Linked DNA regions of Mus musculus: regions 1, 3, 4, 5 and 6 are each linked to region 2. A link is a contact called in public Hi-C, HiCAR-type and promoter capture Hi-C data. All regions are on one chromosome and are shown on one strand. The core of a region is the stretch at or near the end of the contact, and the rest is flanking DNA. Distances in the headings are between cores, read along the strand shown. Region 1 holds the start of Smad1 (SMAD family member 1). Region 2 holds the start of Smarca5 (SWI/SNF related, matrix associated, actin dependent regulator of chromatin, subfamily a, member 5). Region 3 holds the start of Otud4 (OTU domain containing 4). Region 4 holds the start of Il15 (interleukin 15). Region 5 has its middle 31 kb from the start of Abce1. Region 6 holds the start of Lsm6 (LSM6 homolog, U6 small nuclear RNA and mRNA degradation associated).

Region 1 (2,743 bases), core at 90-2,589, 1.3 Mb before region 2:
GAGATTGATGCTGTGAAGGGCATGCTGTGAATCTGCTCCAAAAACAGGAAGGCATTACATAAACCAAGCAACTCCTTTCAGTCCGTGCTTTGAAAACTTCAGATGTCACCCAGGAACCCAAGAGAGGGGGAAGAGGCCAGGGGTTGACAACAAGCATTCTACAACGATGCTCTCTTAGATGGCTGTGGCATAGGCGGCGATTTTCAGATGGAAAGCTCTTGGCTGGATTACTTTGTACCGTGCATTTAGAAAAACTACATGTGCCTCCGAATAAACAAAAGCCGCGACTACCATACTGTCTGGATGTAGCCGGTGATGGTCCCTCCTGGCTCCTCCGAGCACCTCGGGGAGACGCTGGCCCCGCAGCCTTCGCACGCAGTCCGCAAAGCGGCTGCACAGGCCCGCGCTCTCACGCCCACCGCCCCCACCCCGCGACAGAAACACTAACAAAGACGGTCTGGACGAGAACAGTTGTTCTCGGCGCTCGGAACGCGCAGTGAGGCAATCGAATCCGGTAAAGGGAAAGGAATGAGGCGACACTGGGCGACGCAGGGGGTGTAGGCGGAAGGGGGCGGGGGGGGGGGGGGGGAGACGCGAGGCCGCCAGACCTTTGAATAAATCAGAGGGAACTACGCTACGAACTTTCCTTAACCCCGATCCCCAAATCAGGCTGTGTGGGGACCCACAGGGGTGCGCGCGTCCATCCAGGGAGACCCGAGCTGAGCGCAGCGCTGTCCCCGCGAGGGTCCGCAGGCCGGGGCGGGGACACAATGGGGCTGCGGCCCGATGCGGAACGGGGGTCCCCGGAGAACTGGACACGCCCGACAAAGACGCGGGGAGGCAGGGAGGTCTGGCGGCAGGTTCGCGGCCGCGAGGCGCCATCATGGGGGGGGGGGGGGACTGCGTCCCGGAGCTCGTCCCAGATTTCCTTCAGCGCGGGTCCCCCGAGTCCTCCCGGATCCTCCCCGGAGCCCGTCCCAGATCGACCCCAGAGCCCGCCCAGAATCCCCTCGGAGCCTGTCCCCGATCCTCCCCCGGAGCCCGCCCGGGATGCCCCCCGGAGCCCGCCCAGGATCCCCCCCTGGAGCTGGTCCCTGTCCCGGTGCGCCCCGCGCGGCACAGGACAAGTCTGTCTCGAGTCGGCTCGGGTACGCTCGGCTTTACCGGCTCGGCGGCGCGCCCATCCGCAGGGACGCACGAGACCCGGCGCCGGGTCCCGTGCTCCGATCCGCTCCCGGCCGCCGTCCCCGCGCTCTGCTTAGCTCCGGGCCGCCGTCCCCGCGCCTCGGCCCCGGCCTCGCCTTGGTGCGCCCGCTCGCTCCCCGAGCCTGGATTGATCTGGTCGCGCTGGCGTCAGGCAGTCGGAACCGCCCAGCCTCCACAGCCCGCCTGCCAATACCCGGCGCACAACCCGCCTGCCGCTTGCCCTCGCTCACACGCGCACCGCGCGCGCCCGCTGCCGCTTAGGGATCCTCTCCAAATTACCGGCCCGCGCCTTCCTCTGACTCTAGTCCCTGCCTAGCTGCCAGTCAAATTCCAAAGCCTGTGTTATTTTCTGAAAAGTTCTCGAACACGACCATCGAGCCCACTCAGTCGTCCTAAAAACGCATTTTTAAAGGCCCTGCAATCACTGACTCAGTGATTTACCGGCCCTTCATGTAGCATGAGCCTCAAATTGGCTGACCTGTTAACTACTAGGTAGATACATTTATTTCCAGTATGTACCCTTCCTGCGGCAAATGACAGAAACCATTTGTATGTTTGTTAAAAGGTCTCGTAGCCCAGGATGACCTCGAACACGCTTTGAAGGGGAAAAGGCCTTGAACTTCTCTTCCTCCAGCCTCCACATCCTCAGTGCTGGGATTACAGGGCTGCACATATTTTTATTTATAAGGTTCTGGGAATCATCGAACCCATGGCCTTATGCATGCTGGACAAGAACTTTACAACTGAACTTCCTTGCTTTCTTGTTTGCCTGGAAATGAGATCTCTCTCTACAGACCAGACTGGCTTTGGACTGGGAAATACCCTTTTAGTACTGTAAATTTGGGTGCAATCTTTTAGATAACAGTTTTGCCCCTATTCCCACCCACCCCCCCAAAAAAACCCACAAAACAAAAATACACACACACACACAAAGGAACTCACATCTTACTGATCTGTTCAGACACCAAAAACACCTTCTTGAAACAATCAACTTTTTTTCTTGGTCAGTTTCTGGAAGTTGGCATGGAATCTTGAACACTTATCATAATGTTGAGTTATGTTTAGAGAAGAACTATTCTAGGAGTAAATGCCCCACAAACCAAAAAAAGAAAAAAATCATTGCCCGCAATATAAAGAAATACCAAAGGCCACTACAAATTAATGACACTCTCCAATTATTCCTGTACCTTTACATGCTTAGCACTCCACTTAAAATTCTTATTAATTATTTAAGTATTATATCTGCATTACATATTTAATTATTCAAAGGAAATGCAACAAATCCCATAAACCCATAAAATGCCATTTATAAATTATACATAAGAATATTCCTGCTAATTAAATTTCTTTCTTCATTAAACTATTTGAGCACTTACTGGTCAATTCTTGGATCTCATCTTATTTTCCTTAAAAGCAGCATTTGACATAGTTGGTTGCTCTCTGGTCCCTTGGGCAACAGTTGGAGTGAGCCTGGCTTAAAGCCACTCAGGGCCATTTCCCTCCCCTGTACAGACCCTCTGTAGATGAAAAGAGTGAG
Region 2 (2,700 bases), core at 159-2,658:
GAGGATTAAAACTCCCAGGAGTCTTCCTTCAGACTGGAACTACAGAATACCTCAAAACAAGGCCAAGGCCAAGAATAAAAATTGGAAGCAGTAACTTTGTTCCCAGGCAACTCAATGCCTGGGAGCATGTCCAAAGAGACCTGCCTGGCAGCTCCCCCATTTTCCACTCTCTCCCCGCTTCCTCCAGTATTGTCACCATCATCTGGCCCACTGGAGCCCCAAGAAGGTGGTTCAACAGCGAATCCTCCGAATGGCTTCAAAAGGAAGCAATGCGCAGAGCTAGAAGCCCATCATCCTTCCCCGAGGCTCCCATTCATTCAGTTCTCCATGCATACACCCGTAATTGGATGGGGATCCAGGACAGGTGCTGCGGCTGTCACGCTCGTTCCCCTCCCGGTGGAGCAGGGCCCGGGAGGGGCTTCCCCTCGTTGCACACAAGCAGCTGCGCCCCGCTTATCCCCACTGCGCACTCGGCCCTCCAGCTCTCGCCATTGTCTCTGCCCAGAACAGACAGATGCCGCCCCCGCCAGCACGGGGATGAGGCACTGGAGGCGCAAGTCCCCAGCTGCGACGCTGGGAAACGTCGCCCCTCGCCCCGGGAATCCCACTCCGGAGGGGCATCTCCCTCGCCTTCCTCAAAGTTTAGTGCAAACTAAAACCTAAATCGGGAGAAATTGAGCGAGTTCTGGGGGAGCCTGGCAATGGAGGAAACGGGTCCCCTCGGCCCCAGTAATCAGGAACATGTGTTTCGTAAGAGCGATCCGCGGTCGGGCTAGGCTAGCTACACCGAGGGGAAAAGGTAAAGGTGAAGAGCAGGAGACGCGCCGGCCGAGCATCCACCTCCCTCCCTCCCCGCGCACGGCCGCGCTCACCTCCATCTCGGTGTCCGCGGGGCCCGAGCCCGCAGCACACGGAGCCGCGGGCGCCGCGCCGCCCTCGGGGCCGCCTTTGTTGCCGCTGCTGCTCCCGCCGGCGCCCGCCGCCGAGGGCTTGGAAGGCGCGCTCTCGGGAGGCGGGGGCGGCGGAGGCTCCACCGCGGACGACATGTTCCGGCTGCGTCACCCGCCGCGGCCACGGGCAGGCGCGGCGCCGAGGGAAGCGGCTTGGGCCTGCGCGACACGGGCGTCCGGGCCGCCGGAGGAGTGAGACCTGCCCGGAAGCTCTCACGCGCGAGGGCTCCGCCACCGACCCGAGCCGGCCCAGCCGCGCCGCTCGCCTCGCCGTCCTCTTCCGCGGGACTCTGCTCCACAGGCGTTTACCTCACGGCGGGAATCACGTCGACGGGAGTGGGCGGGGCCAGCGGGGTCACGGAGGTCAGGGAAGGCGGGCTGACTCTGAGGAGGCGGAGGGCCGAGGGAAAGGGAAAGGAAAACGGAAGGTTCTCAGAGGCCTCCCGGCGCCTTCTCCTCTCCGGGAGTGGATTCTCTTCTCCAGCCAACCAGGACAGCTACCTACGCCACCCGCTCTCAACCCTCGCGAGATCGCTCGTTCCCCCTTAGAAGGCCGGCTCGCGAGGGCGCGTGCGCATGCTCCTCCTTGGCCCCGCCTCCTCCAGGCCTCTAGCGGGCTGTGGAGCCGAGTGGGCGGGGCCTCGAGGAAGCGCGTCGGCGGTGCTTTGCGCCTCCGCTCCTCCGAGTGACGCGAGCTGGGTCTTCGGCGCTCCCGTAACGGCTCGGCTCGCTGTCTTCCGCCGCGCTAGGGCTCCCTCTTGGGAACGGCGCGACTGTTAGGCAAGGAGCAAAGGCCTGGGCTGGCCTTCGTCGTCCTGCCGCCTTCGCTCACGGGCGTGACGTTAAGTGACGTTGGACGCCTGAGAAGAAAAATCACCTCAGAATTAAAAAGTCTGCGTGTTCGCTCCGTCAGTCGGCTTCGTTTAGAGAGTTCGGCGTTTGTCAAGTTCAAGTTAAGACAGAAGACGCGCTGCCCTGTTAGAATGGCAGCAGATAAAGGCAGACAAATGATGGCGAGTTTTCGCATGAAACAAATACACATTTGTCTCAAGAAGTGTTTACCAGGCGTGGTGGCGCACACCTTTAATCCCAGCACTACAGAGGCAGAGACAGGCGGATCTCTTGAGTTGAGGCCAGCCTGGTCTACAGAGCGAGTTCCAGGACAGCCAGGGCTACACCGAGGAAACAAGTGTTCGTTATTCGTGTTGCTTCTTTATCCTGCCTTAGGCTGTCATGGAGGCTACTGAATCCTACGGAATATAAACACTGTTCCATTCATCCCCCACCTACTCCCAGGCACAAAAGATCTTTATCTTAATTAATCCCATTATTTAGTCCCCACCTATGTTGAATAAAAAGTCTTTTCCAGAGTTACTTTCAAACTTCTTGGAATAGATAATATTCATATATAATTTCAAATGTTTTAACCAGTCGAATAATCGTTAACTAAAATGGAGAACCTGAAAACGCTCTCGTTTAACATACTGTAGCTCATTTGGTGAGTTGTTGGGGAGCATACATGAAATCCTGGGCTTGAGTCCTAGCACTATTTAATCTGGATGCCGTGACTCGTACCCCAAATCCCAGCACTTAGAGAAGTGTAGGCACGGTCATCCTTGGCTACTAGGCCAGCCTAGACTAAAAGACACTAAAAGTGTCTCCAAAAACTAATAGATATAAGGAGCTGGAAGAGATGGTTCAAAGGTTAAGAGCACTGGTTCAATTCCCAGCACCCGTATGTCAGCTCATA
Region 3 (2,700 bases), core at 4-2,503, 1.1 Mb before region 2:
ATAGGAATATTTAAATATTAATAGCTTACATTTTAAGTAACGTGTTGCAATCCTACCACCTGGCATGTCTTGGCACCATTCCCAAGAATGCCTACACCTTTAAACCTAAGGTAATTTACCACTTTTCTTTTTCCAACACAACGTCAAGACCGAAGTTCTAATAAATTTAAATGATACGAGATGCTATTGTATGCTAGTAAAATAAAATTCTGACGTCCCAAGAGGTTAAGTTCCGGATTCGCAAACCCAATTGGACTGCTCAGGTCGGATTCCCCGTAGCGTTATCACCGAATTAAAAAAAAAAAAAAAAAAAAAAAAAAGAAGTAATTTCTTCTAACAGGGACAGCTCTTTGTGTGGCAGAGCGCAGCTGCTGTGACAGAATGAGCAGGCATGCCCTTGGCAAAGCCAGATCTTGTCAGAGTGTGAGCTGTCCCAATTTCAATCAACTGTCAACGCTTCATTGAGGGTCAAAATGGCTTAGGCTGGCGGCTCCAAGGGCCTCGGGTGAGGTGCCCGGTTTTCTGCTCTAAGCGTTTAGCCACCCCTAAGAAAACGCTAGGAGGGGAGGCCCTGAGTGGGGTGCGGACAGGTGCGTCCTCTGGAACTACACAAAGGGCCGGCGGCACCGCCACTGAGCCCCTAGCAACTGCACGCAAGCTGCGCTCGCGCGCTTTCCGCCGCCCCACGGCGCTCAGGGCGGGAGGCTCGCCGGGAGGGCGGGGCAGCGCGCGCAGGTCAGCGGCGTAAGCGACAGACACCCTCGGGCCTGCTCGCGGACGCGGCCTGGGAAGCGCGAAGGCAGTTCTAGGTTCGGCACCGCTAGCATTGTAGGGATTTGTAGTCCGCGAGCCCGTGGGGCACCTCCCCTCCGGGTAGGCCGACCCAGGCGTCCCCGCCCTCTGCACGAGGACTTCCTGCCGCGGCTTAAACTACAACTCCCGTCGTCCGCTGCGCCGAGGGCTGAAAGCGAAAACAAATTCTAGGCTGCGAGGTTGCTGCCCTCCGCCCGGCGCCCCTTCCCGCTCCCCGCCCCTCAGGCGCCCTCCGGCGAGGTGGGGAGACGAGCGGCCGTGGCTTTCTCTCCGCGTTTCCTCGGTTCTCGGCGTGGGGTGCGTGCGGGAGACGCAGGCCTCGCTTAATCTCAGCCGGGCGCGCCGCCGGGGCTTTTCTCGCCTCACACCGGTCGAGACCCGGAAACTTGTGGGGGCGGCGACCCCCGGGCTGCCCGCGGGCGCGTGTCCCTCCGCGGAGGCGGCCGCGTGCGGATGGCCATGCACTAGGCTGGGCTCACCTATGCTCCGGGAGAGCGCCGGCCACCGCCTCGGGCCGCTGCCGCCACCGCCTCTTCCTGCCGCCGCTCGCCGTGTCCGCGTCGGAGCCGGAGCCCGAGCCGCAGCCTGCCCCAGGCCCGGGCGTCGAGCAGCCGGCGGCGCGGCCATGTGGGGCTAGTTCGCCCCGCGCACGCTGCAGCGGACCGGCAACATGGAGGCAGCCGTCGGCGCGCCCGACGGCGTGGACCAGGGCGGCGTGGGGCCGCTGGAGGATGAGACGCCCATGGACGCCTATCTGCGCAAACTGGGCTTGTATCGGAAATTGGTCGCCAAGGACGGGTCGTGCTTGTTCCGGGCTGTGGCCGAGCAGGTAAAGGACCCGGGCCGGAGCCGGGCGGGCGCGGGGCTGGGTGCGACATGCCGCCCGCAGCTGCCTGGCCGCCCACGGCGGGGCTGCGCGTGGCTCGCTGTCGTCACAGCGGCCCATTGTAACGCCGGCACGGGACCGAGTGAGGACATCTCGGGCGGCCTGCTCGCAGCCTGACCGCCAGGGACCCAGCGACATGCTGTTTTTGAGTTGTGTTCCGCGTTCACCTGCGCTCAGTTTTTAGCAGCCGAGTGTTCCCACTAGTTAACCTCATGTTTACTGGAGGAGGTGCGGCACTCAGTGTGACTGCTTCACATTTTTTTTTTCCTGTTGCTGGACTTTGGAATGCGGGGTAGTCGGTCTCACCGGTGTCACTCGAAACAGGCGGCCAACTTTGCTGTTTAAGGAAAGCAGTCTTCCTGTATAGGGTCTTCCCAGTGACTTAATCTTGAGTAGGTCCCATACTATACTATGTTGGAATCAGGCAAGAATTTACTCTTCTAAAGGCCTTTAAGTAATAGGATGGATTTTCAGTATAGGCACATGTCGGGTTTTTTTTTTTGTTTCCGTTTTTTGTTTTGTTTTCCTTATTGGTCAAAAATTATTCCCAGTACAGATCGAACATTTTACCAAAGAGAAGTGAGTTAGAACTCAGGAGTGGGACGAGTTCCAGGGAAGAATACTCAAGGCTTTTCTTTTTTGAGAGCGAGCCCTTTTCCCCATGTTATGTAATCAGATGTAGGTGTGGGGTCACCAAAACCCATCCTATATTTGAAGACTAGCTGCTAAAGTAGTTGGATTAAAAAAGTTTCACATTACTGCTCCAGTTTGTATTTCATACCATTTACAGTTTGCTTTCCTTTGGCTTAATCTGGAGTTTTTATGGTTTTGTCCCCTCCCGCCCGCCCCCTTTTGTGAGCTAACTAGCTTTTAAGATTTCTGTTTTAGAATCACCAGGCTATGTATTTTTCAGAGTATGTAAATATGGAACACTTTGCACTTATGACAGGTATGTCCATTGAAACATTCTTTGATGCTTCCCAAACCATCCTACCATTTGA
Region 4 (2,748 bases), core at 1-2,500, 1.7 Mb after region 2:
GGAAGCATAAAGATCAGAGGAGAAGCAGACACATTTATAACAAGCCTGAAGCAATTTCTGACCCTTCCACATTTTAAGTAAAACTCCGGAGTTTGTTGTTGTTGTTGTTGTTGTTTTTTTATTCTAAAAGCCTAAAATAACTATAGTTTTGTCTCTACTCCTTTATTAATATTGATGTTCCCTCTTGAGTCGCTTCTTTCTTATCAATCCCTCTAAACTTCCTTTAAGAAATCCTTTAAATTTTAGTGAGCATTCAATGTTGATAAGGATCTAACTTGAGGCAGCAATCGTAGTAATCTGTTTATTTACCGGCTCAGACTGGAGAGTCCTGGCAGGTCAATGGGGCCTCCCTGGCGCCACCAATGAGAGTATCAGAAATCAATTTAAAATCACCAGTGGAAAGTAGCTGCTGCCAATCACCTCATTTCCATTTCAGCTTCTGCGGGACTCTGTCTCTGGTTCTGTCTGAAACCTGTCAGGACGCTGCCTGGTTCTGTCTGGAACCTGGATCATTAACATTGTTTGGGCATTAACATAATATTAAATGCAGGGGGGAGGGGCTATAGACATTCTTTTGAGCTTCCCTTTCTTGCAACTTTGCACTCTCCAACCCACTTGAAAAAGTTAGCTGGGTTTTCATCTAAAGCCCGCTTGAGTGAGGATTTTATTTCAGGACAATCTTCCCCGTTGCTTCCCTTCAATCTGGTATTTCATACAGACAACTGCTTTGATTAAGCCTTGAGCTAAGCTGTTGCTAATACAGACCCAGACCTATGGCCATTCCTGCACATTTATTTCCCTAGAAAACGCATCTTCAACAAGGAAAAGGTGAGTAATTTTTGCAAAGGGAGAGAGGAGAGAGAGAGAGAAAGAAAGAAAGAAAGTCCATAGCAGCCATCCATTCGCCGGGGCCAGAAGTTTGAAAGAATGTGGCAAGCAGAGCCGAGTTAGTACCTTTCCTGACCTCTCTGAGCTGTTAGATGTGGAACTCAGCCTTCCAAACACAGCAGGATCCCGTCTTCGTCCAACTCTGCAACTGGGCGGGGGCAGTCCTGCCCTGGCAAGGTCCCTGCAGCGCGTAAGGAGATGCACTGCAAGTCTTTTGGGCGCAGAGAATTGGGAGAGACTTGCAGGAGGACCTGCAAGCTGCCCTACTCTGCAAGGGGGAGGATGAAGAAGAGAACTCTGGGGAAGAGTGGCTGGACAGAAGGGGAATACAGTGCCACTGAGTATTGAAGTCTTGGTCAAGAAAGAGGGCGGGGCGGCCTGGCCGGCAGCTGGAGGGGAAAAGGGTGCCTGAGCAGAGCCAGAGCTGGGAGGGGCCCGGGGCGTAGGCTTTCGGAAAAAAAAAAAATTCCATTGTTGATCCACCACCACCAGCACTACCACCTCCCATTCTGTACCTCCATCGGGTTCTGGTTGAAGGGTGCAGGATGCAGGGCAGCAGCCAGCGGGAGCAATCAAGGCACAAGGAGCGAATCAGCTGGGGTTTCCCCGGTTTCCCCCAGTGCTTTCCAGCCGGGGAGTCCCAACCCCAGCTAACAGAAAAGTGAAAGAGAAAGAGCCCAAGCTGAGGCGGAGATCAACACCCTGGGGAGGTTGCGGGAGGAACACATGGTCCCGGCCACCTTACCAGGTGCCCACATGATTCTGCCACTGCCAGGTCCCCAGGGCGCAGAACCTGAAGGGCAACTGAGAGCAGAGAGCAGTCTCCTCCCCCTGGGCAGTTGGCCACAGCCTCTGTGTGTCCTGGAATGCCTTTGCCTCTGTGAAGTTTCAAGGAGTTGGCCTGAGTTCACAGGTTGCTTGCATCTACAGCAACTGGCCTTGCAGGGAGGCAGTTTGGCTTCCCCATAGAAGCCCGGAGGAGATCTGGACAGAGACTGTACCGGGAGGAAACGGAAAAGGACCTTGGGTCTGGAATGGGCGGTCCTCCAAAACAACCCTTGACCTGCTGCAGAGTCTGGAAGAGGGAAGTTTCTTTCTGAACTCTTGCTAGGAGGGGCCTGTTTGGGAACAGTAAACTTCCACTAAATTGACCCCTCTTGGGTCATTTTTCCAACCTAATTTGTAGCTGAATGTAAAACATTGCACATGTCTTTTGATGGGAAACAAGGCGTGGGTAAGGCAGCATCTTTAAGTTGGAAATTAGGAGTGATTATAGTGAGGAGGAGTTAACCATGTCAACTGTGTGTCTATTCCAGACAGTCCGAGAGCCCGGGGTCCCAGCTTTGGCATTCAGATGAATCATTGAAAAGACTCAGTGGCTTGCGGTTCCCAAAGCTTTTGAGAAAGCCAGGAGAAAACGATGAGGCCCTTGGCACCTAGTTAAACACAACTATGTTCTGTGTTTTTGTGTATTACATTAAAAAATGGTAAAAACTAGAATATTTGAACGACTAATTATTAACTGTGTGTGGCATTCCACATAAAATCATTGTAATGGGAAGTTTGTTCTCACACACTTATCTTGTATCCCTTCAAGGTTTATATTTGAAACAATAATGCATGTTTTGGTAACAATCACACCAAAATTTACTTATAATAAAAATCGTGAAAATGTGTATTTTACAACCATTTAAAATTTTACTACCATTATAAATTATATTTAAAGAAACATAAAAATCTGACTGGAGAGATTGCTCAGCAGTTCAAGAGCTTGTTGTTCTTGCAGAGGTCTGGACTTCCATTCTCAGGACCATACTGAGATGATCCACTAACAGCTGTAACTCCTGCTCCAGAGGATCC
Region 5 (2,700 bases), core at 112-2,611, 1.1 Mb before region 2:
GAACATTCCAACTTACTGTAATATCATATACTTAACTCACAATGTTATTCTCTCAATTTACCTGAAATTAAATTTTAATCTTGTAAAAAAAATGTGTGAGAATGGTATAATAAATAACTGATATGCTCAAATAGATGTAGCTACAAATGACAGTTACCAAGGCAGGAGCAGGACCCACACTCTCCCCACTGGAAGTTTGAGTGTCTGCATGTTTTTAATTTACAGAACTGTAGAACTGCATACACACCTGTCTACTTTAGTCTGGTGTCTTTAGAAACCCAAGATATGGTCCTCATAGAACTGTTTATCCGAGAAAAAAAATGTAGCTGGTAGTTTCTCCTTTGAAAGGAATGAAATAATTCCAAGACTTAATAACCAGAATTTAGAAAAGGACAGTTTGTTAGAAATTGATTAAGTGTACAGAGACCCAAAAACAATGATTCATGTAGATAGTAAAGAAAGATAAAACTAGAATCCAGATGTACAGTGATTTTAAGGAGAAACACAGTAGTTGCCTGCAGGGATCTACCAGAGGCTCTATGATGCTGTTTCCTATACAAAGGGCCTTCCATGCATGCTAACAGTGTTTCCCTGGAGTGGAGGTCAAGTGATTTCACTTTGTTTCATTCATCAACTATTTGGTCAAAGAAATAAGTAAAGCTAAATAAAAGCACATCTGGTGGAAATCCGCAGCCATGAGCGTTGTCAAGATGTGCTTGGCTGTCGCCGGCAGCACCTGCAGTGGGCAGCAGGACACAGGTCGGCAGCTCTGGGGCTGTCTGTTCTGGAGGAGGCTTTGTGGTCATGGCACTGGTAGCGTTGGCTGTGGAATTCAGGACTTCTCCAAAATCGCCGCCAGCAGGCTTGGCTCCTCCTACTTTAGACTTTAAATTTTCAACTTTTTCTTCAAATGACTTGAAAGTTGGGGAGTTTTTCACGTCTTCCAGCTTTTTGGTGATAACTGAGCCAACCGATGAAAATGCAGCGGAGGCCTTCTGTCCAGCTTGCGATAGAGTTTCAGATGTCTTCTTGTATGCATTGGTTGCCGTCACGTCTTTGCCACCCTTTGGCAATGTTCTGCTTGAACTCCTGAAGCGAGGAGATGCCAAGCTTCCGCTTGAGCTCAGCGAGACGCTTCTCTTTTGCGGCCAATACTTGGGACAGAGTCTGGATTTCTTCTTCCACTTTAGTAAGCTCCCGCCCCAGCTCCTCTTGCTCCTCTTCCGTCAGCGTCTCTGGAGCACTGAGCATGGTAACAGCATCCTCTCCTTCCTCGGCCACTGGCTCTGTCTTCAGCAGACCTTGCTCGCCGCGGTCCATGTCTGAGCCACCTCGCTCCCGGCGCTCGACCTGCCGCGCTCCTCCGCGCCTCTCTGTGCTCCGCCCGCGGCCGCCCGCGCAGTCCCCACCCCGGGCGTCGGCGCCGCCCTCCAGGGAGCCGGTCGGTCAAATTCATTTTTCATCCAATATATTTTGGTAATATTCTTTCCAGTTTAATGCAGGTCCTCCCTATATCCCCACTCACCCAAATTCTTGTTCCAAACAAAAACGGAAAAAAATTAAGAGCTGCAGTAACACAAAAATGTCCCTGCCTGGCATGTGGTTGATAGACCAGTGGCACAGTATTGGAGATGACACTTTCCCTTTCCCAGCAGGGGTCAATACCTAATGAGTGCTCCAGAGTCTCTGCACATTGACCAGTTGTGGAGTGTCCCCTAGTTATCCACTGGGAAAAGCCCCACAAGGGGTGGAGCAACGCAGGGATCTGTAGCATTAGGTTATTAGTTGTTTTACTGCTTTTTTCCTTTAGTAGAATAACCAAGTTTCTCCCTAGGTCTCATGATCTGTCAACTCTCAGTTCTTTGCTTTTGCAGTGCCACGTATGGATTCCTCATGGAGTAGACTTTAACTGTAACCAAAATGTGGTAGATGGCTTAGAGAAAGAATATATGCTGCTGAGCCTTAAATTGAGCTGAGTTCAATTCCTGGGATCTGCATGGTGAAAGGAATTCCTGCAATGGCATATGTGTGTGAATACACACGCAAATAAAACAAATGGTTACTCCCATAACATTTGTTCCCCTACTGTACCAGTCACTTTACAGGTGGTCCCTGTTGGAGGTTGTTGGGTTTGCAGCTGATGATGCTACTCTTCTCTGATGGTAATGCAGAGTACCTTCCAGCACCCAGAACACTAGTCAGTAGGGGTGAAGCTTATAGCTGGGCACCAACTCACTTTCTGCATGTTCCTTTTACAGGTGCTATCAGCAATAGAGCCCTTTTTTCCCTCATGTACAGAATAGCCAATAGCAATAGCCTGTGATGTTTGGTAGGGGTATATATGGGGACCCCTTTGGTTTTTGATTATTTTTTGAGACAGTGTTTCTCTGTTTAGCCTTGGTTGCCCTTCAACTTGCTCTGTAGACCAGTCTGGCCTTGAATTCATAGAGCTCTGCCTCCCAAGTGCTGGCATTGAAAACCTGCACCATCACTGCCCAGTTTATGGGAACCCTTTGGCCAATAGCTCAAGACATTGTTTTCCTGGCACTTGAGGTTTACTTGGTGGCATGTCTAGTAGGAGCATTGTCTCATAAGGTGACTGTATTCACATTATTTTCATATGTGTATTTTAGAAAGCGGCTACAATAGCAGCCATATAGCTTTGCGCTCTGCCACCGAGCTATCTCTTCAGCCCTACTA
Region 6 (2,700 bases), core at 71-2,570, 1.9 Mb before region 2:
AATGTAACTTTTCTATTTTCCAGTCCCTCAATCCAAAAGTAGAAAATAAGCCAGGGAGTTAAAAACAAAACAAAACTTTCTTTAAAGAAGTTCTATTATCTAGTAGGCCACCCTTCAGTGAGAGAAGAGCTGCTGCAGTCGTTAGGGGTACTCACTTGGGAGGCAGGAAACCTGAGTTCTAATCTCTGCTACTTAATTATCTGTGCAGCTTGCGTAACTCATCACCATTTCACCTGTCACGGCCCCAGGCTCATCTGCAAAATAAGGAAGTTAGGCTAGATGGGTACTGGCTGTCTCTTCCTGTTCCAGCATCTGATTAACATGTGCAGTCAGTCAGTCAGTCTGTCTCTCTGTCTGTCTCTGTCTGTCTGTCTGTCTGTCTGTCTCTCTATCTCTCTCTCTCTCTCTCTCTCTCTCTCTCTCTCTCTCTCACACACACACACACAGTCACAGCCTGCAAGTTCAAACTCCCAATAGTAATTCCAAAGTGAGGCTGTGCTTTGCTACTTTAGAACCACAGTAGGCCCTTTCACGGTTTTGAAGAGCCAAATAAATTACTAACACTTTAAGAAAAACCAGTCTCGCAATGTGCAAGAACCATCTATGCTAGTAATTGAAAATTTGAGGAATAGAAGTTAAGGCATCACGATATCGTTCGGGATGCGAAAATGAAGCAAAAAACTCACACCCAAAGACGTCAGCCTGGGAAACAGCTGAATAATTTATGAGATCCACACAATAAAACAGGGGGCCCAAACGAGATCAATGAATTTTAAAATCACAACTTGTCTCATTTTAATGTAAGTATAAAACTAAATACTGGTGTGTGGTTAAAAAACTTGGTGGTCTTAGCTGAAACAGAAACAGGCCCACACAAGAGAAAGGGAGTTGGTGTGCCGAGGCCGTCAGCAAGGACCATTTCCTCCGCTCGTCTGTATTTACTTTCCGTCGCGCAGGGCTCGCGGGTGGAGGAGGGCGCCGAAGTCGCGCGCCACCGTAACCCTGGGCGCTCACCCCAATCGGCGCGAAGCGCGCGCGCCACGGGAGCGCGCCCGGCACCGCGAGCCCGCGTGGCCCAGACCAGCGAGCATCTCCTGGGACGCAGGCCCGGCTCGAGCCGCTCCCCGCCAGCCCGGACCATCCGCGGCCTACGCCAGCCGCTCCCACCCGGAGTGCCTGCCCGCACCCATTCATTCCTCCCAGGCCGCGGGCTCACCTTGCAGCCGGATCCAGAACGCTCACAGGCCGGGCTTCCGCGGACGCGCGCGCCGAAAACCGAAACCGCCCCCGGCAGCGGCTTTCCCATCTCACCCAATCAGCGTCCTCCTTGCCTATGGCGACCCGCGGGGATCAAAAACAGTCAGAACGCGTTAGTGAGCTGGCTTCCAAGACCGGGTTTGTTTAATGGTACCGTCGGCACCCAGCCAGGGCTTGAAGTAAAGGTCCGATATTCTGATATTCTCTCTTTTGCCAGAAAATAGAATACGAAAGCAAAACAACCAACCAAGAGCTAGAAGTGATCTTGTGTGTGTGTGTTTACAGTAAAGAACCTTAAAATATTAAGAAACGGAAACTTACAGTTAAAACGATGGCTGTTGAGCACCCCGAAATAGCCTTAAATAATTTAAAACAAATACAAGTTAAAAGCCTCAAACCCTCAAACTAACTTCTGCATATAAATTAAATGTATGAAGAGATTGTTTCCATGGGAATGCTGAAACAAAAAAATAATTCAAGCAACTCTGAATTATAACGGCATCAATTAGAAAACGTTACAAATTAGTTTAATTGGAAACTGCATGCAGATACTATTTAAGTAGTGTATGGGAACTTGGTTAGGGATACTTCATGAATTCTTAATGCATGCTTTTTATTTATGGAAGAAAAAAAGTCACAGGAAGACAATTTCTTCTACCCCCACGATCTCTTTATATTTTAACTTATATTTTATATTTATATTTTAAATTTTAATTCTGTTTCTGTTGTTTAACATTCAACAAAGTTATAATACCTTCAAACAACAGCTACATAACCCTGATAAGTGTTACAGGATCTAAGATGCAGAATTGTTTTCTGAAACACAAAGTGGATTCCTCCTTTTCTACGTGCCTTTGATTGATATCCTGGACAGTGATCTACCTGCCTTTGGTTGATACCCCAGACAGTGAACAACTGGGTGGAATTTGGAAAAGAACAGGAACATCCTTCTGTCTGTCTGTAAAATTCCAGTTGATGTCAAGACCAAATAATTACAGACATTGATCAAACAGCATTTTAGGCTCTTGAAATATAAAATTAGGAACACAGGTAAAGTCACATTTAAATCAAAGAAGGAGCACGCTATGCCTTGTCCCTAAAATAAAAACTGCTTTATAGGTCAAATTGGGGGCTGAGGATTTAGCACAGTGGTAGCATATCTAGTGTGCATGAACATCTCTGGCACCACAGCGGTAGTGGCATAGTGGCGCTCACACCTGTAATCCTAGCACCCAGGCATGCGTGCAGGAAAATCAGAAATTCAAGATCATCCTCAGCTACAGAATGAGTTTGAGACCAGCCTGGGCTATTTGAGACCTTGTCTAAAAAAAGAAAAAAGAAAGAAAAATCAAATTGTGCTACATACTACATTTCTTACTGACTGTAATTATGATATGCGTATTATATAGAGAGATGAAATAGGTAGGTAGACATAGATATAAG

What was found. Promoter capture Hi-C pulls out the DNA fragments that hold promoters and counts their contacts. Hi-C and Micro-C count contacts between places; a contact is called where the count stands out from the background. HiCAR-type assays count read pairs that join an accessible place to other places.
Region 1: a HiCAR-type map of astrocytes shows a contact between it and region 2, with 3 times the contacts expected there. The contact joins the promoter of Smad1 here to the promoter of Smarca5 in region 2. A contact is called at or near these places in 1 of 39 promoter capture datasets (hippocampal neurons), 1 of 484 Hi-C or Micro-C datasets (CD4 T cells) and 2 of 115 datasets of contacts at active chromatin or transcription factors (astrocytes and embryonic hindbrain).
Region 3: a contact with region 2 is called in a promoter capture Hi-C map of pre-B cells. The contact joins the promoter of Otud4 here to the promoter of Smarca5 in region 2. A contact is called at or near these places in 17 of 39 promoter capture datasets (the 3T3-L1 cell line, the C10 cell line, the HPC-7 cell line and 11 more), 1 of 484 Hi-C or Micro-C datasets (B cells), 13 of 115 datasets of contacts at active chromatin or transcription factors (DN3 thymocytes, astrocytes, embryonic forebrain and 8 more) and 3 of 9 other capture datasets (adipose tissue, liver and macrophages).
Region 4: a Hi-C map of B cells shows a contact between it and region 2, with 6 read pairs. The contact joins the promoter of Il15 here to the promoter of Smarca5 in region 2. A contact is called at or near these places in 1 of 39 promoter capture datasets (pre-B cells) and 1 of 484 Hi-C or Micro-C datasets (B cells).
Region 5: a contact with region 2 is called in a Hi-C map of bone marrow-derived macrophages, with 9 read pairs. The contact joins the enhancer-like site here to the promoter of Smarca5 in region 2. A contact is called at or near these places in 14 of 39 promoter capture datasets (the 3T3-L1 cell line, the C10 cell line, the HPC-7 cell line and 8 more), 65 of 484 Hi-C or Micro-C datasets (the AML12 cell line, the AtT-20 cell line, B cells and 37 more), 23 of 115 datasets of contacts at active chromatin or transcription factors (SST interneurons, acute myeloid leukemia, cardiomyocytes and 13 more) and 4 of 9 other capture datasets (adipose tissue, embryonic stem cells, liver and 1 more).
Region 6: a contact with region 2 is called in a Hi-C map of CD8 T cells, with 6 times the contacts expected there. The contact joins the promoter of Lsm6 here to the promoter of Smarca5 in region 2. A contact is called at or near these places in 2 of 39 promoter capture datasets (liver and pre-B cells), 2 of 484 Hi-C or Micro-C datasets (CD4 T cells and CD8 T cells) and 2 of 115 datasets of contacts at active chromatin or transcription factors (astrocytes and microglia).

What each region holds. Positions count from the first base shown.
Region 1 is chr8:79,398,089-79,400,831 of GRCm38.p6, forward strand. It overlaps Smad1 (SMAD family member 1), which reads right to left and starts at 1,340. Exons shown (of 7, transcript NM_008539.4): 1 at 1,165-1,340. Gm51578 (a long non-coding RNA gene) reads right to left here. Exons shown (of 3, transcript XR_003947567.1): 3 at 2,622-2,743.
Region 2 is chr8:80,738,051-80,740,750 of GRCm38.p6, forward strand. It overlaps Smarca5 (SWI/SNF related, matrix associated, actin dependent regulator of chromatin, subfamily a, member 5), which reads right to left and starts at 1,409. Exons shown (of 24, transcript NM_053124.2): 1 at 873-1,409. The coding sequence starts at 1,046.
Region 3 is chr8:79,638,423-79,641,122 of GRCm38.p6, forward strand. Otud4 (OTU domain containing 4) reads left to right here and starts at 1,254. Exons shown (of 21, transcript NM_001256033.1): 1 at 1,254-1,642. The coding sequence starts at 1,484. It overlaps Gm51579, which reads right to left and starts at 1,483. Exons shown (of 1, transcript XM_030243905.1): 1 at 1-1,483. The coding sequence starts at 1,440. The coding sequence ends at 931.
Region 4 is chr8:82,401,336-82,404,083 of GRCm38.p6, forward strand. It overlaps Il15 (interleukin 15), which reads right to left and starts at 1,251. Exons shown (of 8, transcript NM_001254747.1): 1 at 965-1,251.
Region 5 is chr8:79,679,505-79,682,204 of GRCm38.p6, forward strand. It overlaps the pseudogene Tpd52-ps. Among named protein-coding and RNA genes, the nearest start is that of Abce1, 31 kb to the right of the region's middle. Within about 2 kb of position 1,362, at least 169 of the 459 cell types and tissues checked have an H3K27ac peak or open chromatin away from gene starts, as enhancers often do. A contact at or near this core is called in the AML12 cell line, CD8 T cells, the G1E-ER4 cell line and 17 more, where this site is marked.
Region 6 is chr8:78,819,832-78,822,531 of GRCm38.p6, forward strand. Lsm6 (LSM6 homolog, U6 small nuclear RNA and mRNA degradation associated) reads right to left here and starts at 1,321. Exons shown (of 5, transcript NM_001191004.1): 1 at 1,217-1,321; 2 at 156-254.